4 separate regions of the Mus musculus genome follow, and regions 1, 3 and 4 are each linked to region 2. A link is a contact called in public HiChIP or PLAC-seq and promoter capture Hi-C data. All regions are on one chromosome and are shown on one strand. Each heading gives the region's core, a stretch centred on a gene start, on an enhancer-like site or on the middle of the called end of the contact. The rest is flanking DNA. Distances are from core to core; before and after follow the strand shown.

Region 1 (6,042 bases), core at 1,610-4,109, 1.2 Mb before region 2:
ACTGGAAACACTCTTGAAGAGTCTCAGTAGGAACTGTCTATATCAGCTGGCCCTGTGTGTCTTTATTTTTATTTTTTGGTTGTTTGAGACAGGGTTTCTCTGAGCAGTCTGGGCTCTCCTGGGACTCCCTCTGTAGACCAGGCTGGTTTCAAGCTTAAAGATCCATCTGCCTCATCTCCCAAACTTAGAGATTCACCTAACTCTGCCTCCTGAGGGCAGAGATTAAAGGCATGCAGCACTGTGTATCTCAATTAATTTAATTGATATGGGAGACCAAGCCCACTGTGGGTGTTCACATTCTGTAGGCTGGGGCACCTGAACTGTGTCAGAGTAGAAAAGTTAACCTGTGCACCAAGCAAGCAAGGAAGCCTGTGAGCAGTCATATTATTGTTATTACTATTCTTATTAATATTAAAATTTCATCTTTATATTATAATCAATCATTTATCATCATCACTCTACTCTTGACTGTTGGTGTGCTGTGACTTAGTCCCTCAAGTTCTTGCCACTGTGGCTTCCCGACAACATAGAGTATAACTAGGAATTGTAAGCTAAAAGAAACCCCTTTGTTTCCTCAGTTGATTTGCCCAGATACTTTATCCCAGCAGCAGAACTAAAACCAGGACAGATTTCCACTGTACTCCCATGTGTGTTCTCAATGTAACCAGAAGCAAGAACCTGAGCACTTGTGCACTGATGCTTAAAAACAACACTAGTCACAGAAACCAAGAAGTGGGACCTGGGGTAGAGCTCAGCTGGGACAGTGAGCATCCAGCATTCCTGAAGCCTGAGGTTCCGGTTCCCAGGACCGAATGAAAAGTGGCTTTGATGGCACAAACCTTAAATCTCAGTATTCAGGAGGTGGAGGCGGGAGGTTCGGAATATCAAGATCGTCAAACCATGGCCATCAACAAAGAATGAAGTCTGATAGGAACTACACTTCAGATCCACCCTGAAAATGTTATGCTAAATGAAAAAAAGCCAGGCCCAAGGGCCAGATGCTAATGAATTCACACAGCACAGATGTTGAATCCATAAGGATAGAAGATGAAATAGACATCACGGAGAGAAAGAAACAAAAGATCCCTGTTTAATATGTGTGATTCCTGACTGGGGAATTTAAACGTTCTATAGGGAATGTCAGTACGTTGCTCACACTGCTGAGCTTCATACTTATAAACTGGGCCAGTGAGATAGGTCAGCAGGGAGTGGTGCTTGCTGCCAAACATGATAACCTGGGTTTGAACACGCATGGTGGAAGGAGAGAACAGAATTCCTGAGGCTGGTCTCTGACCTCCACATGCAAGTCATGACACATGCCTCCCCAATAATTTTTTAAATTGGCTAAAGATTGTAAGATGGTTCCGTTGCTGTGGAAAACAATCTAGAAGTGTCTAAAAAAAAAGAATTAGCATATAAATCTATAATCTCATTACTTGATATATATCTGGAAGGGCTGAAAACAAGACCAGAAAGAGAGGGTTATGTGCCCGAGTTTATTGCCAAGAAGTGGAAACAACCTGAATGTCCATTGAGACATGGACAGGAGAGAGAAACTAGTACTTACAATGGAATATTACTTTCCTGTAAAAAAAGACTTTATGCCAAGTGAGCTAAGACAGTCACCAAAGAACTCTGAGCGACTCCTGTCCTGAGACAGCCAACCTCAACCTCACAGGAATAGAAATAGAATGGAAATTACTAGAACAGAAGACAGGAAGGGGGAGTTACTCAACACACACAGTTCGGCTTTGAGAAGAGAAATGGTATAAAGATCTGCAGCACATACAGCAGCATGCCCACACAAGAGAGGAATCTAAAAATTCTAACACCTTTTTTATTGTATGTATGACAGAGGGAGATTTGCAGCTGATAAATATCTAGTTTGTTTCCATGTTTTGCTGTTTTAAAGAGTGAATTCACAAACATTTGTGTGGGACTGTTTAGGACTTTGTATAAACCTAATAGAAACAGATTTCTAAGACACTGCATTTTAATTTATTGCATTTGTGTGTCTGTGCACTTGTGTATGCATGTGTATATATGTGTGCACATGTGCATGCAAGTGTATGTGCATGTGTTTGCATGTATTTGTATGTATCTGTATGTTTATAGGTGTGTGTGTGTGCACGCGTGTATATGTGTGCTGTGTGCATGTGAATGCATGCATGTATGTGTATACGTGTATGGGTATATATACTGTGCATATGTGTGCGTATGTGTAGTGTGCATGTGTATATATATACGTGTGTGTGTGCGTGTGCATGTGTGCACATATGCATGTGTGTGTATTGTGAAGTGTGCATCTATGTATAAATGTGCATGCGTGTGTGCAGGTGTATGTGTGTGCATATACGAGTGTAAGTGCAGGCATATGCATGTGTATGTGTGCATGTGTTTGTGCGCGCGCGCGTGTGTGTGTGTTGCGCACCACAGCACACATAGGAAGGTCCTGATAACTTTGGTTCTCTTCTACTGTATGGTTCTGGGCACTGAACTCAGGGTGTGAGATTTGGGGGCAGCTGTTTTTACCTACAGAGCCATCTTGCTAACCCCACATTTTAAAAAATCAAAGCTAGAGCCATCTATTTTTAAATTTTCCAGTTTAATAACAGCCTTTCCACATGAACCAAGCTCCGTCCTGGAGGCGGAGCAAATGCGAAGGCTCATAGCTTCCGAAGTGGTCCCCGGGCCCCGGGAAACCTCCCTTAGCAACGAATCAGGCTGCGGTTGCTAGGAGCAAAGGAACCGGGGAGGGGTCGTCCGTTCACTATTTCAGTCCGGTGTGACTAACTTCCGGTCCGTCCTCCTGGCTTCTTCCCCCCTCCGCCGAAGCGGGGTCGCCACCGCGGGTTCCTCCACTTTGCGAGCCTCCTGTCTTGGGCTCCTCATTCCGCTGCGGCGGGCGGGCGAGCGGGGGGCGGCGGCGGCAGCGGTAGCGGCGGCGGCAGCGAGCGCGATGCTAAGTTCCCGGGCGCAGGCGGCGAGGACGGCGGCCGACAAGGCCCTGCAGCGCTTCCTGCGCACCGGGGCGGCCGTCAGGTGAGTGGGTGGGGGTGCGGGGTGGCGGTGGCGGCCGCAGGGCCTCCAGGCCTGCGCGGACCCGGCCGAGGCGGAGGCCGCGGCCCGGCGTCGCCTCCTCGTCCCTGCTGTGGCCGCGGCCTGCGACGCCCCGCAGCCCCTCGCGGTGACCCCAGACTCGGGCTCCGGGCACACAATCTGCACGCCGCTGCTCCCCCGCAGTTTGTCAGATGCCGGTCTCCCACCTCTGCCATGCTGGAGATTCTCACTTCTGCATCCCAAACCGCTCCGGTTCCCAAGCTTCCGAAGGCTCCCAGCCGCTGAGCTCCCCAGGCTGTGACAATTCCAGGCTCTTCGTTCCTGCTAGGACCCCCGTCTGCACCCCAGCCCGGTTGATCTTCCCAAGGCCTGGGGCCACACCCCCGTTGCTCACCCTGACTGCTGGGACCTGTTGCTTGGGTTGGCTACCTTGGATACCGGGGCAGGTCTAACAGCATCTTATCCGGCTCTGAAGCCCCCCACCCCGTGTTTATTCCGCCCAGCGGCCCTATTTTACCAGGTGGGAAGGAAGGCTTGATTGGGCCTTGCGGCCTAACAGCTGACCTGAGAGCAGGGCTGGTGGCCAGCTTAATCTCACCCTCAGGCTCACGTACCGTCTTCATGGTACGGTTCTGCAGAAGAACTAGTCAATCAACACCATGCCTCGGTTTCCCTCGTTGAGTGTGTGCCGAGCAGGTGTGCTGTAACTGGCCCCCTCCTTCTCCCGCTGACTGCTTTTTAAGCCAAGGTCTGTGCACATTCTATGGACTCACCCTGGAAGAACAAAAAGATTTGAAACTGGTAATTAGCTGTGACATCGGAGAATGCTGGCCGTTGTCTGACGATTGCTGTTGTCACTAGTGATCCTTTTCAGGGAGTGTTTATTCAGCTGAGACCAATATTCATGCAGGCAGAATTAGGGGGACAGATCTTAGTGGTAGAGCATTTGTCTGTCCTGCATAAGGCCCTAGCTAGGGTCAGTCCCTGGTACCAGGGGAGGTGATCAACTTCATATAGTCCAAGCATTAGGTAAGAACGTATTACACACATGTCCACATGCAACATATATGTGGGTACATGTTACACACACGTTGCACGTATGTGTGGGTTGCCTTACTTGGAGATACAGAACTTTGTATAAAATTGTGTTTTGAATTACTGCTGCAGTTTTCTTAATTGTGGGAAAAAAGAATAGTGTCCACCTTCAAGTCTAGCCTGGAACGAAGAAATCTTTAATCGTATGAACATATAGATGTCCTCTTGTGGTATTGTTTCGTATTCTCAAAGAGAAATCCATTTTTAAAGCCAGGCCTGGTGCCACCGCTCTGTCACGAATTGCTCATGAGCCAGGAGGACTCTTGAGTTCAGAGCCAGCCTGAGCAACAACAACAACAACAACAACAAAACCCTAATTAAGTAAATAGGGAGAGCTTGGGGAGATGGTTCAGGTGTTCGACTGCCTATTGCATAAGCAACAAATGTGAAAACCAGAGTTGAGGTCACCAGAAGCCATGCGAGCACCAGGTGGCCTGGCATATTTCCTGCATCGGGAGGGAAGAAGCATGAGAGAGTGATGAGCTGTGCCAATGAGCTCTGGGCTCCCCACCCGAATGAACAAGCTACAGAGTGGTGACAAGGACTCCCAGTGTCCCTCCCCCTCCCCCATTTTCTAGTTAAGTGCTCAAGTATCCCAAATTCCAAGGCAAGGTCTTATTGGTACATATTACCTTAGATTTCAAGCTTGCTGGTTGGAGGGCTTATTTTGATGTAACATGTCACCTTCCTGCCACTGTCTGTACCAGCCTGCTGTTGGGAGACAGAGTGACAGTCCACGTCTTCTCCTTTTCAGATACAAAGTCATGAAGAACTGGGGAGTGATCGGTGGGATTGCCGCTGCCCTGGCAGCAGGGATCTATGTTATTTGGGGTCCCATTACAGAGAGGAAGAAGCGGAGAAAAGGTAGGGATGGGGCCCTGCATCGAGGTCTTGGGTTTGACTTGAGCCTCTCTTGTCTGTTTGAGTGGTTGGCCCTCTTAGCTTTAAAGCGAGGACCATGGTCTACGAAGTAGAACTCCCCACCCTGTGGTGGGAAGGCTCTGTTTTTTTGTTTTTTTTGAGACAGGGTTTCCCTGTGTAGCCCTGGCTGTCCTGGAACTCACTCTGTAAACCAGGCTGGCCTCAAACTCAGAAATTCATCTGCCTCTGCTTCCCAGCTTACATGTGAGTTTAAGACATGCTTTGTGCTGGCCCAGTGGCTCATGCCTCTAACTCCAGCACTTGGGATGCTGGAATAAGAGGATGCTATGAATTTGAATCCAGCCTGTGCTTTATACAGCAAGTACCAGGCCAGAGTGTGACATAGGCAAGACCCCATCCCGAGGAGGGGGGTGAAAAAAGGCAGGCCATTGTGTTTCAAGTGGCTCAATTGTTGTTACTAGTGTGTGGTTATGTTTCAGTCCTGCAGCTGACTGATTACATCACAGCAGTGGTTTCTCTGAGAGACAGGAGGGAAGGAGGGAGTGGGAGAGGGGAGCTGAGGGGATGGTCATAGAGAAGTTCCCTGCATGTTTTCATGAGCACTCTTATGTTAAAGAGTTTCTAAACAAGGCCTGGTGGCCAGCCTGGGCTCTGTGTACTGAGCTCATGAGTTTTGGCAGAAGAGGAAATGAGGGCATCTTGTGAGCCAGTCAGTGCTGCTATCTCTGCAGGCAGACTGACCAGTGTCTTTCTCAGTTGCCGTGGGAAGAACAAAAGCACTGTCCCGGGAGGCAGTACAGTTGCCAGCTATTGTAGGGCACTGCTCTCTAACTAAAGGAGAGAGCGTCCAGGAGCGCATGAGGCAAGGAGGAAGGCATGGCTGCTGCTGCCGCTGCCGCTTTTATCCGTTTCGTATCTGCGCCGGGCACCTGGAAGGGTTTCAGAGAGAACACAAGACAGAGGCCCACACTGCGGCTCAGTCTACAGCATAGCATGTCCCGTGCC
Region 2 (6,131 bases), core at 826-3,325:
ACGCAAGGAGGTAGCTCCACAGACGGAAGATTTTACTTTTACGCTGACATCTTAGCATTTAGTTAGGTTTTTGTTTTGTTTTGCTTTTCTGATGTAGGCTGGGTTGCCCTCAAACTCCATGTATTGCTGAAGGTGACCTTCTCCACCCACATCCTTTGAAAAGTTTCTATGCTTTTGGGTAATAAGCAATACCTAGTTATATGTATCTTTGTTTTGTTTTGTTTTTTCCAGACAGGGTTTCTCTGTGTAGCCCTGGCTGTCCTGGAACTCACTCTGTAGACCAGGCTGGCCTCGAACTCAGAAATCTGCCTGCCTCTGCCTCCCGAGTGCTGGGATTAAAGGTGTGCACCACCACCGCCTGGCTTTTTTTTTTTTTCTTGTATATTTTCTTCATTTATATTTCAAATGCTATCCCAAAAGTCCCCTATACACCACCCCACCCCCCTGCTTTTTTTTTTTTAAGACAGTTTTTCTCTGTGCCTCCTTGGCTGTCTTGGGATTAGCTCTGCACACTTGGCTGGCCTTAAATTCACAGAGATCCACCTGCCTTTTTTTTTTTCTCTAACTACACAGAATACAAGGATAAACATAAAGATATGTAATTTGAGGCTTTTGGGTTTTTTGTTTCTAAAGATTTATTGTATGTTCATTGGTGTTTTTGCCTGTATGTCTGTCTGTGTGAGGGTGGCAATCTCCTGGAACTGGAGTTACAGACAGCTGTGAGCTGCCATGTAGGTACTGGGTATTGAACTCAGGTCCTTTGGAAGAGCAGTCAAGGCTCTTAATCACTGGCACCATCTCTCCAGCCCCTGGACATATTGTTTTATGGTGTAGCCTTAGGCTGGGATCCAAAAATCTTACAGAGAACAAATGAAACAACAACCGAGCTGCCTAGGGTTACAGCTCTCTATCATCTTGCTATCTTTGCCTTATATCCCTCCAGGCATCTAGGTTTGAATAGTTTTTCAGGGTAGGATCTCAGTAAGTTGTTGTCAAGGCTAGCCTAGAATTTTAAAGTCTCTCACCTTAGCCTCAGGAGAGTGAGATTTACTGGCATGCATTCCCACTCACTGTTTTGTTTGGTGAGGTTGTTCTATAGTTTAGAATGCACAAATAGGCAAACTCTACAGTGATGCTTGTGGTGATATGAAATAATACATGCGTATCCTCCACAGATTCTCTTTTCTCTCTCTTTCTTGGAGACAGGGTAGCTGTGAAGTTTCAAACCCGGGATGATCCGCTGAGGTGCCTATATAAGATACCAAAGCAGACCTGGTCTCCAGCTTCTGGCATCCTCCAGTCCTTATCTGTTACAGGGTTTGGCTGACATACCCCGCCCTCCAGGCCAGGGGCTAGGCTGCCCTTCCCCTAGAGGCTCTTCCCTATATAATCCAGACATCTTGACTACCTTCCTCTTTTTACACCTTTTGACCTTCTGACTGCAGGATCTGTTTCCCCTCTCCTTCCCGCCTCTCCTCACAGGGCCCAGTTCTGCCTGGTCTCGTCCCCTTCTGGACTCTCCTAGATGGCCTCCCTCTGAGTATAGTATGCTCTCCCACATACCTACAATAAACCTTCTTCTCCACTATACCTTTTATTTCTCTATGTAAACCAGGCTGGCCTTGAACTCATGGAGATAGTTGCTCCTGCCTCTGTCCGGGTTCGGAGTGTTGGAACGAAAGGTTTGCGCATCCACTCTCCATTCTCCAGAAACTCGGACAACCAAGCTTTGGCGACCATCTCAGGCTTACACCTCGGGTCTAAGGGACGACTACAGACCTGAGACCGAGGGCCAGGATAGCCCAGCGCTGGGCAGTCTGAGGGCTTCTGTGGGGTCCGCGTCCTTCTCCTCAGAAGGACAGCCCCAAGCTTAGTGACCTACCAGCTTAGGAGGCGCTCGGGTCCCACCTCCGGGAACCTTCCGCTCGCATCTCTAGGGAGAGACCCCGCCCTCTGCGCAAGCGCACCTCGCGGCGGCGGCTACCCCTTTAAGATCGCTTTAAAAATCCTCCGACCGCCGCCCCCTCCCGCCCCCGCTTCCTCACGGCTTCCGCGCCGCGTTCCCACAATGCAGTGCGGCTGAGCGCCTCGGGAGCCCGCGGGGGAGGCTGCGGCGGGGGGCCCCGGGCTGAGGAGGCGGCGTCGGCGGCGGAGGCGGCTGCGACGGGACGTGGGCTGCGGCGGGCCCGCGGCGTCGGCCGGTGCGGATGTCGTCGGGCTGGGCGGACGAGCGCGGCGGCGAGGGCGACGGGCGCATCTACGTGGGCAACCTTCCGTCCGACGTGCGCGAGAAGGACCTCGAGGACTTGTTCTACAAGTACGGCCGCATCCGCGAGATCGAGCTCAAGAACCGGCACGGCCTCGTGCCCTTCGCCTTCGTGCGCTTCGAGGACCCGCGGTGAGGATTCCGCCGGCGGCTCGCCCCATCTCCGCCGGGCCCGGCCTCCCCTCCCCTCCCCCAGCGCCTTCCCCTCCCCCTCCCCGCCGTGCTGACCCCTCGCGGCGCCCCCCCCCCACCCCCGGCTGGAGGCGGCTTTGCCTGGTGTCACTTCCTTCAATCGGAAGGCTCCAGCCCGCCCGACTTGCCCCCGAGGAGGGTAAAAACCAGCGCGCTCTGCCCAGCCCTCGAGTTTGGGAAAAGCACCCTAACGGGAAGCACCCCGAAATGAGGGAAGCGCGGGGCTCGGGTCCCCCGAACCGACCCTGCAGAGGACTCGGCCGAAGGCGACAGTCGCCCATCCCGCCCCCTCCTCCCGAGTCCGGGTTCGGGTCTGTGGGTGGGGGTGGCCCTCGCCGTTACCGGGGAACAGACGGCGTTGGCGGGGACCACAGGTTGCCTTGGGCGGCTGAAAAGCGGGGTGTCTGGAGCCAGCCCTCACTTGGGCGCCCCACCGAGCCTAGTTCTAGTAAAGGGGGATCAGATTAAACAGCGGGAGAGAGAGACGGGTGGGGGGTTAGCATCTCTGATTTCATTCCCCTCTAATGAGGGAAGTTAATTCCCCGCCAGAAGCCAGAAGTTAATTGTAGCAGGGATGTGGAAAAGCTAGGCTCCCCCAAAACCCGCGCCGAAGGATCTTTGATTTTTTTTTTAATTATTATTTTTATTTTTTTTGTGTGTGTGTGCAAATGTCGTGAGCCCTGGGTCAGGAAGAGGCCGGAAAGTATGCTTTAGTTTAGAGATCTCTGCGCCGTTGGCGGTCGTCCCCTTGGGAGGGTCAGTAAGGACCTGTTCCCTGTCTTCTCAGCCTCGTTGGGAGGAGAGCTTCATCTCTGCCTGCCGACCCGGTGTCTCGCCGGCCTGGGTTGGAGATTACGGATTCACAGTAGAAGTACTCCGGACTTCGATGGTTGAAGACTAACCCAGCTTATCCCCTAAGTGTCTTGCAGTTTGCCTCAAAAAATAGACTGAAGCTTTTTTTTTTTTTTTTAAATACAAATGAACGTGAGAAAAATTATGGCCCTAATGAACAGTGCCATTGTGTCTTTAATAGTCAAGTTCTGTGTCAAGTGCCACGCCTCGTGTAGTTAGCGTTTTTCAATAGCCCATGAAGCAGAGGATGCTGACCGTATTTCACACAAAATGCGGATTGTTTAATGCAAGAGGTTAGTAAAGGGATAACAATTGGTAGGTGTTTGGAGAGGATCTAGGTAGGATTTGCACCCCGTAACTACTGTGTGGTGTGACAAAAGACCTATATTCTGCTCTATTTGGGAAGTTTCAAAGAAAGCACTTAAGATTTGATAACTGTTGGATAGGCAGTTATAAATTAACTATAATTTCTCAATTAGAGTTATAAAAGCTTCAAGAGGTAACTTAGATCCTTTACCTACAAATTCTGCTTTTAATCCCTAATACGCCTGACCCTTCCAGTCCATTGTAATTCACTCCAGCAATCAAGGTGCCATGGTCGTGTTCCTTGATGCCTTTTGTGTGTGTGTGTGTGTGTTTTAGACAGGGTCTTATACTATAGCTCTGACTGGCCTGAACTTGAACTCACAGAGATCCGCTTGCCTCTGGCTCCTGTAGCTGGTGTTAAAGACGTGAGTCACAGAACCTAGACCTCTTATCTTTTTTTTTCTTTTTTTTAATTTATGTATTATTTATTAAGATGACTTATGTGTGTGTGTTACCTGGCTATATTTGCTCCATGTGCATGCCTGTTGCCCAAGGAAGTCAGAAGAGGTGGTTGGCTCCCCTGGGACTGGAGTTACTGATGGTTGGGAACTGTCCTGTGGATGCTGATGGGCCCTCCTCTCATTTGTCTTTAATTTAATTTTGCAGTGACTTTTTGAGGCAGTCTTTCTTTGTCCACCACGGTGGTCTCAGAACTCCCTGCCTCAGCCTCCCGGGTGCCTGGTTTTTGAAACACTTTTAATGTGTCTCCTGCTCCGTGAGCTCTGTCTTGTGGAAGACTATTACAAGGCCTATTGTAGGATGTTTCCAAGCTGTCAGTGGGCGTTCTCAACCTTTCTGTAATACAGTTAGTTCTCCATGTTGTAGTGACCTCCAATCATAGAATTATTTCCCTTGCTACTTCATAGCTAATTTTGCTACTGCTATGGATAGCCATATAGATATTTTGAGACATAAAGGTTTGCCAGAGGGGTGGCGACAGGTTGAGAACCTCTGCTTTAGAGAATATGCTTGCCATGTTTTGATAAATTTGGTTTATTGACAAAATGAGTTATCTGTCAACAATTATTTTAATCCTACGGATCAGCCTCCCCCCCAAAACTGATTTGTGTGTGTATATGCACCCAGTATGTCAGATACATAGTGGGGGTCATAGGACAAAAGAAACACAGGATCCCCTTGAACTGGAGTTGCAGACTGTTACGAGCTTCTGTGTGGGTGCTGAGGACCGAAGCCCTGTCCCACGGAAGAACAGTGAGCTCTCTTAGCGGTGGAGCCGTCTCCAGTCCCTGAGTCAGCACCGTCTAAGTACTCTGTTTATCTGCATTTCTCATCCCTGGAGAACCATGTGCTTGACAACTGTAGCTGTGCGTTCAGAATAATGAGTTTGTTGTGCTGCCTTCATGCATACATGTCACATCTTGAGCTCATATTCAAACCCCTCCATTAATTGTCAAGTTGGTTTTGGTTGGTTTGTGTGTATTTTTCAGTTTCTGGGTATATTTTGCACTTTCAGTTTCTTAACATATTTTGCACTTCAGAGTGTGTGCATGCCCTGGCTGAGCCATCTTGCTGTCCCAGCTGTCAAACTTTGAGTAATGTGAACGGCCCTCCACCTGAGCGCAAGTGTGGCAAGCTTGTGTCTGGTGTCCATCTCCCTGTTCCCTCTGGCTGACTTCCCTCCCTGCTCAGTGACTCTCGCCCTCCATGGAGAAGTCACCCAGGCTGTGGGGTAGCACTGATCTCAGTCTTTGCCTTGCAGAGATGCTGAGGATGCGATCTATGGAAGAAACGGTTACGATTATGGCCAGTGTCGACTCCGTGTGGAGTTCCCCAGGACTTACGGAGGTCGGGGTGGGTGGCCCCGTGGTGCAAGGAACGGGCCTCCTACAAGACGGTCAGATTTCCGAGTTCTTGTTTCAGGTATGTTCTCACCACTTTGCTGAACGAGAGTCTAGCCTTCAAGGAAGTGTGTGGCTTAGTGTTGAGGACGTGGGACATGCTGGCTTCTCAGGAGCCAGTGCACCCGGGCAGCGGAAAGCTCTGCCCTGGTTAGTCAGGGAGGCAGACATTGTACGGATGAAACCGTGCAAGTAATGCAGCCTATGTGGGACGGAAACCTACTGCTCTTTTTGTTCTGAACCAGTCTCTGTGTAGTCTTAGAACTCACTCTGTAGACCAGGCTGTCCTCGAACTCACAGAGATCCCCCTGCCTCTGCCTCCTGAGCGCTGTGATTAAAGGCGTGTGCCACCATGGTCTGAGAAACACGTTTCTTAGAGTGCTTTCTTACTGGTGAGAGGCCAAGATGGTGGGAGAGCACTTGCTCCAGAGTTCTTTCCTCTGGGAATGTTCCTTCCTAGACATCACAGGAGCCAGCTGCACGCAATGTACAATCGTGGGCATGGCATTGGAAGGCATAGAGCTTTTATTTATAACTGGTGTCACCAGATGACGTGCCAAGTGCTCAGCTCAGCTGTGTCTTTAAAATATCAGTGC
Region 3 (6,437 bases), core at 2,421-4,920, 1.3 Mb before region 2:
ACCTGTCACCCTGGCTACTTAACAGGCTAAGGCAGGGGAACCGTTTGCCCCAGGGATCTGAGAGCAGCCCAGATAACACAGCAAGCGGGCATGTCCAAAACCAAACTGAAACGAAAAGCCACGCCAGACAAGACTTCGGCCATGGAAGGTATCCGGGCATTGAATTCTAAATATCTTAACCCCATCACTACTTACTCCCCTCCCCACCTCTCCTTTCTGGGCAAAAACACAAAATGAGAAGAAAACACAAGGTGGTCCAGGAGGAGTTGGCGTGTTTTTTTTTTTAAAGCACCCACTGTGTGGAAGAGAACATCAGAGCAGTGTGACAGCCAGGACAGACACAAGACTGACTGGGGACCAGCCAGCCAGCCAGAGGTCAAGGGCAGCAGGAACTGGATCCAGAGCTAAGGTAGGAAGGGAACTGGGCAGTATGGGATATACATCAAGAGGAGACCATTTCCACCAAGAATGAGTATTCCATAAGGTGTCCCCCTTATATGAAGAGTCTATGTACAACTTTATAGATGTACACACTGGGAATGGACCGCGTTGGCTCCTGGGCTGTAAAGGAGAAGGGAAAAACCAGGGCAGGCCCCCCACACATTGCAGCACTAGACAGAAGCAAACAGCAGCAGCGGATCACCACATGTAAGGACTCCTTCAATAAGGGCCACTGGGGCATTTTTTTGGAGGGTGCTACTGGCATCTAGTGGGCGGAGCAAGAGGATGCTGCTGAAGGAGAAGCCTCCACCTCTGAGTCTCAGGGTCAGCAGCGAGGCTGAGAAGCCCTGGTCCCAAGTGCCTGGAGACTAGCCTGTGCCCATGAAAAACAGACCTTGCACATTGGTCCAAAACAATGTTGCTATACACCTAGGGGAAACAGTTTATGTATCTCTTTCTCAGCTCCCCTTGATCTCACAAAGGAATTCAATAAGGTCAACAGGAAAAGGACAAATACGAGATAATTAAAGATCCAGAAAGTATGGGGAGGTGATGGGGGACAAAAGTAAGAGGACAAGATTGCTGTGGGACCAAGAGCTGTGATTTCCCTTGGTTTCCCAGGCTTCACTGCTAACCTAGCTCTGTCAGGAAACCGCTGTCTCCCTGACTCATAAAAGAAGTGGCATTTGGATAACAGACTGGGGGAAAGAGGACACGGGCTCCGCAGCCATTGACTTCTTAGTCACCATCTGAGGTTTTCCACTGAAAGGTGATGTAAGGTCAGGAATGCCAGAGAAGCAGAGAGAGACGGCATCATCCCCAAAGAAACAATCCAGGCCCATCCGAAGATCTGACTTGGAGAGAGAGAGGAAGCCAAGTGGGAAAAGGATGGGCGGGAGGCACAGCCAATCGGGATTCCAGTCTCCCAGCACAGGGAGCACCTGCTGTCTACTCTCTCTGCCTTGCTCCTGACCTGGGCACATCGGGAAGGCAGCTTAGCCATCCCAGGAACATCCCAGGTGACAAAGGCATGCTCAAGTTAAAGAAAAGCCATCTGGGATTTTAGGGTTTGTGTGTACTTGCAGGTGTGACTGGTATGTGTTCACATGTGCATGTGTGTGTGTATGTGGCTGCTGGCGATGTCATTGTCTTCCATATTGAGTCAGGGTCTCGCTCACCTTGCCCATTCTTAATTTCACTAGCCTGGCCATGCAGCCTGTACTAGGGGTTTCCTGCCTCCACCTTCCACATTCCTAGGATGTAAAAGTCAAGAGGGCTCTGGGCCTCCTCACACTTTAAACATTGGCTTTCTTCTGGGCTTTCTCTTCTGTTAATTGGTCATTGGGAGATCATCATATAATGATTTAAAATGGAGGCTGGAAGGGGGCTGCAGAAGAGAGCTCCGCAGTTAAAAGCATTTGCTGCTCTTCCAGAGGACCTAAAAGCAGATGCCCAGATCCACAACCTGCAGCTCACAAGCCCCCTGTAAGCCTAGCTCCACAGGATCCAACATCCTCTTCTGGTCTCCGTGGGCACCTGCATATGCCCAGAAGCAGACAGAGAGACAAACGCATGCACACACATGCATACACACCTTAATGTAATTTTTAAAATGTAGGTAGTGTGCGTAGTGCCAGGCACACACAAGGGTCTGGTTCAAACATTTAGTACTAAATAACATTAATAATAATAATAATAATAATAATAAAATGATTTTTAAAATGTCCTAATCAGTGTCCTGAAAAAAATTTACCCCCCATACAATGAATTCTTATAGAAAGGAAAGAAATGATTAGACCCAGTATGGGCAAACCTTGAGACCAGCACGCTTAGAGGGAGAAGCCAGACAGAGGCAACACTGCATATTTCCTGTTATATGAACTACAGCGTAGGCAAATGTAGAGAAGTAGGGGACGCCCCGGGGTGGGGGTGAAGCAAAGACAAGCGGTAACTGAGAAGGGCGGGGCGCTGAAGCTTCGGGACTGAGTGGCTGAGCGGGTGTGTCTACTAACGCTGACTTACATACTTCCAAAAGGTAAAGCCACAGGCTGTGAGTTACATCTCAACTAAAAAAAAAAAGATTAAAAGCCTAAAAATGTGTCTAATACAGGAACTGGAAGCGACCAAGTGTTAAATTCCCATAACATTATGGAAGTTGGCTAGAAATCCAGGCTGAGAGCCAGGTGTGGAAAGCTCTTCTGAACTGACAACATCTGAGACGCAGAGGCAGGGGGCCAGCCACAACTACATGATGAAGGAAGGAAGGAAGGAAGGAAGGAAGGAAGGAAGGAAGAGAATTTCGGCTGCAAAGGCCTGTACTGCCCCTCCCTGCTTCCCTATGCTCCTGTAGTTTCCTAGGAAGAACACAAGATAAAAGGCACTTTGTAAACTGTTGTAGGGGAACCGAGCTGTGTGGGAAGAGAGGCCTTACTACAATCTAACTTCTCAGTTGCCCTGCCTAATTGTGTGCAAAGAGGAGGCAACCAGAACCTTCTGCCTGCAGATAAAACTCATGAAAGAGTCTCAGACAGAAAGGGCCCTGGAGGCTTAACCTCACAGCCATTCTGCAAAGATGCCTGCCAGTCCCCGCAAGACGAGCCCAAAACGCACCAACACGGGCACGCAGGGGTGCTGAGCCAAGTCTCACGCAGACACACAACCCCGGGAGAGGGCCCAGATTCCAGCTGGCAACTTCCTGGGCCTGCGGGGCTAGCCCAGCACAGCGGGGCGTCCCCTGCAGCCGGCTGGGTCATCCGGGGTTTACTCCGAGGCCTTAAGCTCATCAGGGGAAGGGGGTGGGATGAGCCCGGCTGGGGTAGCACAGCCTGGGGCAGGCCGTCCTGAGGACCCGGACGCTCCGGTCCCCATCTACCCCGATTAAGCAGCATGAGCTCAGGCCCCGAGCGGAACCCGAGACCCTGCAGCCCAGAGCCGACCAGAGCCTTTCCTGGTGCCCTGCGATCTGGAAGCATCCCCCCCCGCCCCCCCACCTCCGCGACCCCAGCCCGGCGCATGCTCAGTCACCGGGACGCGGGGACGCCCGCACCCCAAGGGCGGACGCACCTCCGCCTCACACCTTGTGGGAGGGTGCGGCCGGGCTCACCTCGCTGTTGCTTGCGGAGGAAGACGCGGCGCTGGGCGTGGGAGAGCGCTGAAGGGTCACCAAGGCCATCGCGGCGCGGGCCCGGCCCGGGGCCTCCAGCAGCCGGCCGGGCAGCCGCGCCGGGCCCGCCCCTCGCTCCCTCCCTCTTCCCTCCTCCCTCCCGCAAACTCCCCACCCCCCACCCCCTTCCCCGGCTCCGGAGTCCGCCGGGCCCGCAGCGCTCGGGCAGTGATGCGCATGCGCCAGTGACCGGCCTGGGGCGGGCCCCGCCGCGCGGTCACGTCCACTCGCGCGCGCCCCCGCGCTGGCTGCAGCCGCCCGGCCTGGGCCCCTCCTCCGCCGCTAGACTCGCGGGCAGCGTAGGGAAACTGAGGCCTCCGAAGGCAAGGCCAGCAGAGCAAAGCTGCCCAGAGTTTGTAAAAGACTCACTCGTTTATTCTTTCAAGGAAAGTTACTCTGCTCATACAAAGTGCGGGGCCTCCCCCCACCCCACCCCACCCCCGGGACTGTGAAATCCGCTTGCAGAGTTGCTTTGCATAGGATTGGGGTGTAGCCCAGTAGCAGGGTGTCCCGCCGGCCTACTCAAGGTCCTGGATTCCAACGCCTGCACCACCAAGGGCTGATCTAATCTTCGAATTCCTTCTGGTGTCTAGAAACGCAGACTAGTGGGTGGCGAGAGGAAAGGCTTCTCGAAGGAGTAGTACTTGCTAGGAGGCAGGATTTCCGTGAGCTGGACTAACCCACGGAGGGAGAGAGAACTGTGGGCCGGCCAGAAGCTTGCCCGGGGACAGCAGTGGGGATAAGCGGGCGCGTTGCATTGGCTTTGGAAAGGTTGCCAGTGGGCCAGGGTGAGGGACCCCAGCAAGGCGGTACTGGGCAACTTGATAGAAACTTCTCTTTCACAGAGCCCCGACCCCTACTCTGGACCTCTTGTGGTACCCAAGCCTTGCTAATCACAAGTCTCCAGTCCCACTCCATCATCCTCAAAGCCCGAGAGGAAACCTGGCTCCTCCCTGCCTCTTCCACCGTCTTGAGGGTATCAACAGTCTCCATCCTCAAATAAGGATTGTCTTTCTTTTTAAATTTTTATTTATTATTATCTGTGTGTGTGTGTGATATGCGTATGAATACATGCATGAATCAAATTCAGGTCACTAGCCTTAGTGGCAAGGCTCCTTTATGTACCATGTAACCAACCCTTAAAGGGGATTTTCAGTGGGGTTACCCCGCAATGTAAGGAAGTTTCCAGTTGCTCGTATTTAACAGACGCTCCTGCTAAGTGCAAAGAGTCTCGGTTTTTAAAGATCTGAGAATGGCGCCATTAACTGCCCCCTATGTCGACACAAAGCATCCTCTGCATTTTCAGAAGGCAACTATGTCAAAACAGGACTGAGTATACTTTTTGTCTGTGAATTTGGTCCACAGTTTTTCAGCACTAAGTAAGACAGGTTTTGAATGGCAATACCCAGCAGGGCTCCCCTCTGTTTGGAGCTATTCTTTGGCTGATAGATGATCACGAGTGTTCCAGAATGCCAGCTTTGTGTGTGTGTGTGTGTATATCTGTGTATGTGTGTGGGTGTGCATGTGTGTATGAGTGTGTGTATATGTATGTGTATACATATATGTGTGAGTATGTGTGCATATGAGTGTGTGTATGTATGTGTGTGTGAGAACATATGCATGTCACAGTTTGACCACCTGCAGAGGTCAAGACATCTCTGCGGAGTCAGTTTTAAACTCATAAAGTTGTGGATGTCATCAATTAGAGCAGAGACGACCTTCTCAGCCCTCCGGGAGCATCAGGCTCAGGATTCTGAGACTTCCCAGTCTCGAAGCCTGTATGGTCTTCTTATGACTCACATTTGAATGTTTGGGGATCCCCAGAGAAGACAGCCCCTAGAGATGGTGCACTGATTAGTTTTATATCAACTTGACATAAGCAAAAGTCAGAGGAGAGGAGGGCATTTTCTCAATTGAGAAAATACCTCCATAAAATCTGGGCTTGTAGAGCATTTTCTTAATTAGTGATTTTTGGAGGAGGGCCCAACCATTGTGGGTGGTTCTACCCCTGGGCTGGAGGTCCTGGGTTCTATAAGAAAGCATGCTAAGCAAGCCATGGGGAGCAAGCCAGTAAGCAGCACCCCTCCATGGCCTCTGCATCAGTCCCTGCCTCCAGGTTCCTGCCTTGCTTGAGTTCCTGTCCTGACTTCCTTTAGTAATGGGCTATTGTGCCCTCTCCCCAGCTCTGAGCAGGCTAATCAGACCTTAATTGCCACAGTCAGTCTTTCACCAACCTGGGTGGAGTCTTCCGACCAGGGTGGAAGTCTCCTGCCTTGTCCACCAACAGCAGCAGACTGCCGCTGAGCTGCTGATTCTGTTGTACAACAGAATCCAGCCGAAACAAAGGATGGGTCTTTGGGTTTCCCCTATATAAACTGCAGTGCTAAAACTTAAACTTTGAGCCACGATCAGAAATCTTTTGTCTTGGTTTCCTTCTTCCCTTGCAGGCCCTTCCTGTTTCATTCCCAGCCTACCTTTCAGGTGTACCCAGTTCTCCGTGGCCGCTGGACAGATATAGGCTATGATGTGGAAGTGCAAGCCAAACAAACCTTTCCTCTCCAAGTTGCTTATGGTCCTGGTGTTTCATCCCAGCAATAGTGACCCCGACTAAGACAGGTGGGTCTGGAATTTTCCCATATCTCCCCATTCCATGGCAGGGGCCTGATCTAACGCTCTTGGTTTCACCTCTGCCTACACCCCTGCCACAGGGCCCTACACAGCATGCTCTCTGTGGGGCTAAAATCCTTGTCCTGCTGCCTTGGCCCTGCTACCTCATCCTGCTTCAGGACCCCTCCCCAAACCAGCTCCACCCCCTCTTACTTCTTCCTTCAGC
Region 4 (6,178 bases), core at 20-2,519, 1.5 Mb before region 2:
CCAAAGGGGTGCAGAAGAAGAAGCAGAAACCATTCCTGTCTCTGAAGAACAAGACCCCCTACTCTCAGAACTTCACCCCCCCCCCCAGTCTCTCCTTGCTCCCAGAGAAAGGTAGCAGGTGACTAAACAAGAGGACTCAGGTCTGCATGGAGATGGTCATGGGACCCTTAAATTCTCCAAGCCTCAGTTTCCCCTCTGGGGAACAGAAGAACTGACCTGAACAGGTCTGAAATGATTGCTGATGTGCCAGACGTCCTTTGCCTGCCTGCTCCTATACAAGCACTCAGGATTCGCACCAGAGGGAACTCAGTCAGACTGTAAACAGCCTGCCCAACAGAGAGAGCCCCTGATGGAGAGGTGGCTCAGAACAGCTCGACTATACCCTCCCAAAGGGTTGGGCATGTCAACCCTTTGAGCTCCAGTTTCCACATCTGCGCAATGGGGACAGGTCACAGCAGTGCCTAGCATGTAATAAATGTTAGCAAGTGGATGCACTTGTCCAGTATGCTCTCCCTGCTAGACCCTCTGTCTTAAGAGCTTCTGTTTTAAATTGAGATGTCCATGAATATGCAGATGAGGCGAATCCACCCCGAAGGAAGGACTGGGTACCCAAGGACCTGAGACAGCTAACCCAGAGCCTCTGTTCTACCAGCCCTCACTCAGAAACGGATGGCCAGTGATGGAGAGGCAGGCCACAGAAACCTGGCTTCAATTAGGAGACTGGGGGGGGGGGGGCTGTGGCTGAAACATTGTATGCCTAGCCTATTCCCTCAGGGCCTGCCTGCAAGGACAGGGTCCTGGTCCCTCAAGAAGAGGCTTGGAAGGAGCCTGAGGTCTCAGAGTCTACACATAAGCTCACACACACACACACACACACACACACACACACACAAGTATTCCAAGTGGTGCATCAGACATCCCAAACACAGCCTACCGCAACACACGGGACAATACAAGTTTACACCAGCAGCACACTGGCCCTGGAAACGTCGCCCTGGCACCCTCTCTACATCCCAACTACACGCGTGCCGCCTTCATCCATGCTCACACATCTAATCACATATCTAATCACATGGGTGCTCACGGCCTCAAACACACACACAGATTGCACGCACACTTAGGGATTCTGCGGAGTTCTCCAAGAGTCCCCAGCAGCAGGAGGCAGAGACTTACCAGCTCTGGGTGAAGGACCGGGTGCAGCTGCCAGGTAGGCAAGCCAGGCCCGCTAGACGGTCTGACTGTCTGCCTGCCGTCTGCCGCCAGCTGCTCTGGCTGGTGCCTGCCCGCCTCGGCCTCCAGGCCCTCCCCTTTCCTCCTCCCTGCTGGGCTGGAGGGCCAGCTTGATTTCATTAAGAGGGCTTGGGGTGGGGACAGTGTGGGGCGGGACTATGCCGGGCCACCCACAGTCCCACCCTCTTCACACTCCAAGCTTGCTTCTTCTTGACCTCAGGTCCCCTGGGCAGGCTCAGACAGACTGACAGACAGAGGGGCTTCCAGGAGAACGTTCCCAGAACTCTGAGCTGAGGTCCGTCCCATCCCCCACACTCCCTGAAGGATGAGGTCAGGAAGATCTGGGGCCCCTGGAAGTGGGAAGGAAAAAATCTCCGTGGCGTGGCCCAATCCAGCTGTGACTCAGGATTTCCAAGCTTAGGGTGCAGAGTGGGAGTGGGGGTGTCTCAGGGAAACCTGGGGATGCTGAGATCAGGCACTGCCCGGGCCCTTCCTCCCCTGGCCTCAGTTTCTCCATTCTTAGGGGGTCAGGGTACTCCCTGAGGTACTGACATCCTGAACTCTGAGACCTCACTAAGCCCTAGTAGGGCAGTTTGAGCAGAAGCTATGAGCCCATTCCACAGAAGTGGAGAGGGGGTGGGGAGTTCAAATACCCTGAAGCACCATAGGTAACTGATCCATGGGACCTGGCACTCACTCATTCATTCATCCACTCACTCATTCATCCAGTCATTCACTCACTCATTCATTCATTCACTCACTCATCCACTCATTCATTCATTCACTCATCCACTCACTCATCTACTCACTCATTCATCCACTCACTCATTCACTCACTCATTCATTCATTCACTCACTCATCCTCTCATTCATTCACTCACTCATTCATTCATTCACTCACTCGTCCTCTTATTTATTCACTCACTCACTCATCCACTCATTCATTCATTCACTCACTCATCCACTCACTCATTCATTCACTCACTCATCCACTCACTCACTCATCCACTCATTCATTCATTTACTCATCCACTCACTCATCTACTCACTCACTCATCCACTCATTCATTCACTCACTCATTCACTCATTCATTCATTCACTCACTCATCCTCTCATTCATTCACTCACTCATTCATTCATTCACTCACTCATCCTCTCATTCATTCACTCACTCACTCATCCACTCACTCGTCCTCTCATTCATTCACTCACTCATTCACTCACTCACTCATTCATTCATTCACTCACTCATCCACTCACTCATTAATTCACTCACTCATCCACTCACTCACTCATCCACTCATTCATTCATTCACTCACTCATTCACTTGTTTGTTTCAGTAAATGGCTGACACACCCTGACACTGAAGATCAGACAGAGCTGAGCAGGACCCAGCCAGTCAAGACACAGACACAGACCTGCCTCTAGGAACTCACAGGCTTCTAGAGCTGTGTGCGCCAAGACTCATCACGGGGTGTGAGGTGCCCTTCCACAAACCAGAGAGGGTTCCATGTCAGGAGAGGACCACAGGGGAGCCAGGCAGGGAGGCTAATACACCCTGGAATCTTCTGGGAGTTTCCTACTCGCCTCGGTGACACCCTCGCCTCACCCTCCCTCCTTGTCCAGCAGCAGTGCAAAAGGCTAGGGCAGTCAGCTCAGTGTCCTCTGGCCTCTTCCCTTCCCTGGGTGAAGGCTCGCCAGGGTGACCAAGGACAATCATGTCCTCAGCTAAGGTCTCTGTCCCCACTAGCAATACACAGAAGCCTTCATAACACAATCGCAGAGTAGAACAAAGGTTGGGGTACTGAGAGCCTAGGCCCCAGATCAGGGATCTACACACCTCTGTCTTCTGCCCCAAGGAGGGGAAGGTCCTACCTTGTTGCTAGTTGGGGCTGCTTCCAGCGCTTACGAATGTTCAAGTCCCTCCTGCAACTCTACATAGGGTCTGTGCAGACCCTTGCCTGTTCCCACCCCACCCTACATCCTTTACCTTGCCCCAATGTGATGTCTTTTTCTTCCTTTTCATTTTTCCTTTCTTCCTTTCTTTCCTTCTTTCTTTATTAAAGATTTATTTATTTGTTATTTATATGAGTGCACTGTTGCTGTCTTCAGACACACCAGAAGAGGGCATCAGATCCCATTACAGATGGTCGTGAGCCACCATGTGGTTGGTGGGACTTGAACTCAGGACTTCTGGAAGAGCAGTCAGTGCTCTTAACCACTGAACCACCTCTCCAGCCCCTTTGTTTTCTTTCTTTTTCTTCTCTTTCTAGACAAGAGTGCCCTGCACTCAAGGCTGGCTCAGACTTGACACACAACCAAGTACGTTGTTCTTGAGCTTCTGATGCTCCTGCCTCTACCTCCTGAGTGCTGGGGTTTCAGTGCCTCTGAATGTACTTCATGGGACCCAAGACTGCATGCATGCTGCTGGGCCACTGAGCTGCCTCCAGGTGACAGACTCCTGCTGTGTGACAGGTGGGTACAGGCAGTCTCTCCACTTCACTATGGAAGGCACAATGTTAAGGAAAAGTCTGACCACGCTCAGTGCAGATGTGGTCATTTCTGCTGAGCCCGAGGACGCTAAGCAGCCACACCCTGCCACTTGGGTGACTCCTGCCCTGCAGAGCCTGGTGCTGTGGTGCCTGAACACAGCTCTGCTGGTATTTAAGATATGAGAGAATGATGCTCCAGACCAGAATGGGAAACTGAGGCTCACAGTCAAGTGAGCCCTGGGGTAATGAAAGGCTGGCCAGAGGGCCCCGTCTGATGCACCAAATTCTATTTCCAAACCTCTGAAAGTGACACCGCCAGGCCAGTGGCCCTCCACCTCTGACTGGGCCGTTCCCACAGCATAGCTCCTCTCCTACCTCCGTATGCCTCGGGAAAGGGACTATGGGACCACACCACACACACACACACACACACACACACACACACACACACACACACACACGCATACGCGCGCATAGGTACATCGTTCCTCACCTTGCACTACATCCATAACTTGTAGATGCTCTGCAGGTGCCACTCACGAGGAGAGACAAGGAACACAGCCACAGTACACCACAGCTCTTCTCCTGGGCCACAGCTAAATGTGGCTTCCGGTCAGATGCCAGTGGTCATTCCCTGCCAACCCTCAGATTCCCACCTGAAGACATCCCAAATTCCACTCGTTCTGTGGAAACAGCTGGAGGCTGTGAGCTGGATACCACAAGAGGTAGGAGAACCACAGTAAGGAAGCGAGCCTTAAAGGGATCCCTGGGGACCTCTGACTGCACACGGGTGAGAGCTGGGAGGGGTCGCTCAGGGCTCCATGCAGGGGTTGCACAAGGTTCCATGTGCCATGGGAGTCTAGTCCGGTCCCAGGCTTCCACTGCAGGAAGTAACTACAGAGTTGCCCTCAAAGATAGCGAGAAGGTATTTACGAAGACACAAATGCAAGATGGTTCCCAGCAGCTGGGCAGGATGTGGAAAGGTCCTGAGGTGGTCGAGAGCACACACAGTGCCACGGAGGGAGGCAGCTCTGGAATAGTCTCAGGCCAGCATGGGTGAACCAGGTCAGCAGGGACAAAGAACTTTGCTTGTTTGGGGCCCCGATCTTAACTCTATGTCTGTGTCAGTGGTTCTCCGTCTTCCTAATGCTGTGACCCTTTAATAAGGTTCCTCAGGTTGTGGCGATCCCCCCACCCATAAAACTATTTCCTTGCTACCTCATAACTGTAACTTTGCTATTGTTATAACTCACAATATAAATAGCTGAGATGTAGGATATCTGATATGTGACCCTTTGGGGCTTGCGACCCACAGGTTGAGAACCACTGATCTAGGCCATTGCCTGGAACAAAACGGGGCTCAAAAAATATGGTGCTGGCTGTTTGAATGGGGCCTCTGCCCTCTGATCCTGCGTCTTCAGGCATTGGGCAATTACGGGAGAAGCTCCATCCTTCTTCAGTGTCTCATACCACGTCCCGCGGTTTCTGGGACATGTGTGGGGCCCTGCTGTGGTATCTGTGGGGCGTGGCCAGGCCTGTGGTGTGGAGCACAGGCTGGGCAGTACGCTTGCAACCCATAATTTCAGGGGCCCAGAAAGAGCCAGGGTTTCTGCTCAAACTGAAAACACTTCAGAGACCCTGCCCTGAACCCCTTGCAATTAGCAGCAACACGACCCTGTTCAGCAGCCCTGACCAGTGGAGCTTGGGAGGGCCGGGTAACGCCCTTAGCTTAGGTCTCTACTGAGACTGTTCCTCCTGGCTCCTGCAATGCCAGCCCACCACAGTCCCCAGTCCCAGCCCCTTATGGGTCCAAGGCCACATCTCATTACATAACCCTGAGCACCAGGGCCTGCCATCCAAGCAAAAATAGCTGGGCCTTTCATGTGGCTAGGGAGTCGTGAGCTGCAGCACCACCACAGCCCAAGTCTGGCCTCTGGAGGGTTATCCTGGAGTAGCATCCTGCCTGGGGCTCCCAAGAGGCACGGTAGCTATGTCTGACTGGACCAGAGCTCTGAGGTTGCTATGAAACCAGCCTGGATCTCGGTTTTCTCATCAGAAAACAACCTACATTCACTCATTGCTCATCTGTTTATTGAGCATCTACATGTACCTGGAACTCAGAAAGCAGGGCACAATACAACCAAGCTGTGCCTCAGTTTCTCCTTTTGGACCAGGGTGGCTTACTACCTCTGGGCATCCTGTGGTCTTCTGTGTATTTTCCACCATGTGCTGGTGGGAGAGAGAAATGGCTGGGTAACATGGACAAGGGTCTTAGTTTCTAAAAAGGACTGCAAACCTGGCCTAGGAGCCAGCGCTCGCACTCCAGTACGTATGTGCCCAAGAGGATGAAGACACACCCACACAAGTGTCCGTGGCGGCTTTCTGCACAGCAGATCCTGAACTGGAAACATCCCAATACTCAGCAGGAAGTTTTGCACACACGTGTGATTTCTA

Evidence for each region. Promoter capture Hi-C pulls out the DNA fragments that hold promoters and counts their contacts. HiChIP or PLAC-seq counts read pairs in DNA pulled down with a chosen protein or histone mark.
Region 1: a contact with region 2 is called in a promoter capture Hi-C map of liver, with 2.5 times the contacts expected there. The contact joins the promoter of Usp30 here to the promoter of Srsf9 in region 2. A contact is called at or near these places in 3 of 39 promoter capture datasets (liver and pre-B cells).
Region 3: a contact with region 2 is called in an H3K27ac HiChIP or PLAC-seq map of embryonic stem cells, with 5 times the contacts expected there. The contact joins the promoter of Ssh1 here to the promoter of Srsf9 in region 2. A contact is called at or near these places in 1 of 39 promoter capture datasets (liver) and 1 of 115 datasets of contacts at active chromatin or transcription factors (embryonic stem cells).
Region 4: a contact with region 2 is called in a promoter capture Hi-C map of cranial neural crest. The contact joins the promoter of Tmem119 here to the promoter of Srsf9 in region 2. A contact is called at or near these places in 2 of 39 promoter capture datasets (cranial neural crest and liver).

The regions. Positions count from the first base shown.
Region 1 is chr5:114,097,474-114,103,515 of GRCm38.p6, forward strand. Usp30 (ubiquitin specific peptidase 30) reads left to right here and starts at 2,860. Exons shown (of 13, transcript NM_001033202.3): 1 at 2,860-3,042; 2 at 4,910-5,019. The coding sequence starts at 2,960.
Region 2 is chr5:115,325,102-115,331,232 of GRCm38.p6, forward strand. Srsf9 (serine and arginine-rich splicing factor 9) reads left to right here and starts at 2,076. Exons shown (of 4, transcript NM_025573.3): 1 at 2,076-2,398; 2 at 5,397-5,557. The coding sequence starts at 2,208.
Region 3 is chr5:113,990,120-113,996,556 of GRCm38.p6, forward strand. It overlaps Ssh1 (slingshot protein phosphatase 1), which reads right to left and starts at 3,671. Exons shown (of 15, transcript NM_198109.5): 1 at 3,545-3,671. The coding sequence starts at 3,613. Gm52825 (a long non-coding RNA gene) reads left to right here. Exons shown (of 3, transcript XR_003955978.1): 2 at 1-148; 3 at 290-2,115.
Region 4 is chr5:113,799,127-113,805,304 of GRCm38.p6, forward strand. It overlaps Tmem119 (transmembrane protein 119), which reads right to left and starts at 1,270. Exons shown (of 2, transcript NM_146162.3): 1 at 1,174-1,270. It overlaps Gm42004 (a long non-coding RNA gene), which reads left to right and starts at 1,440. Exons shown (of 5, transcript XR_878692.2): 1 at 1,440-1,525; 2 at 3,506-3,707; 3 at 4,254-4,449.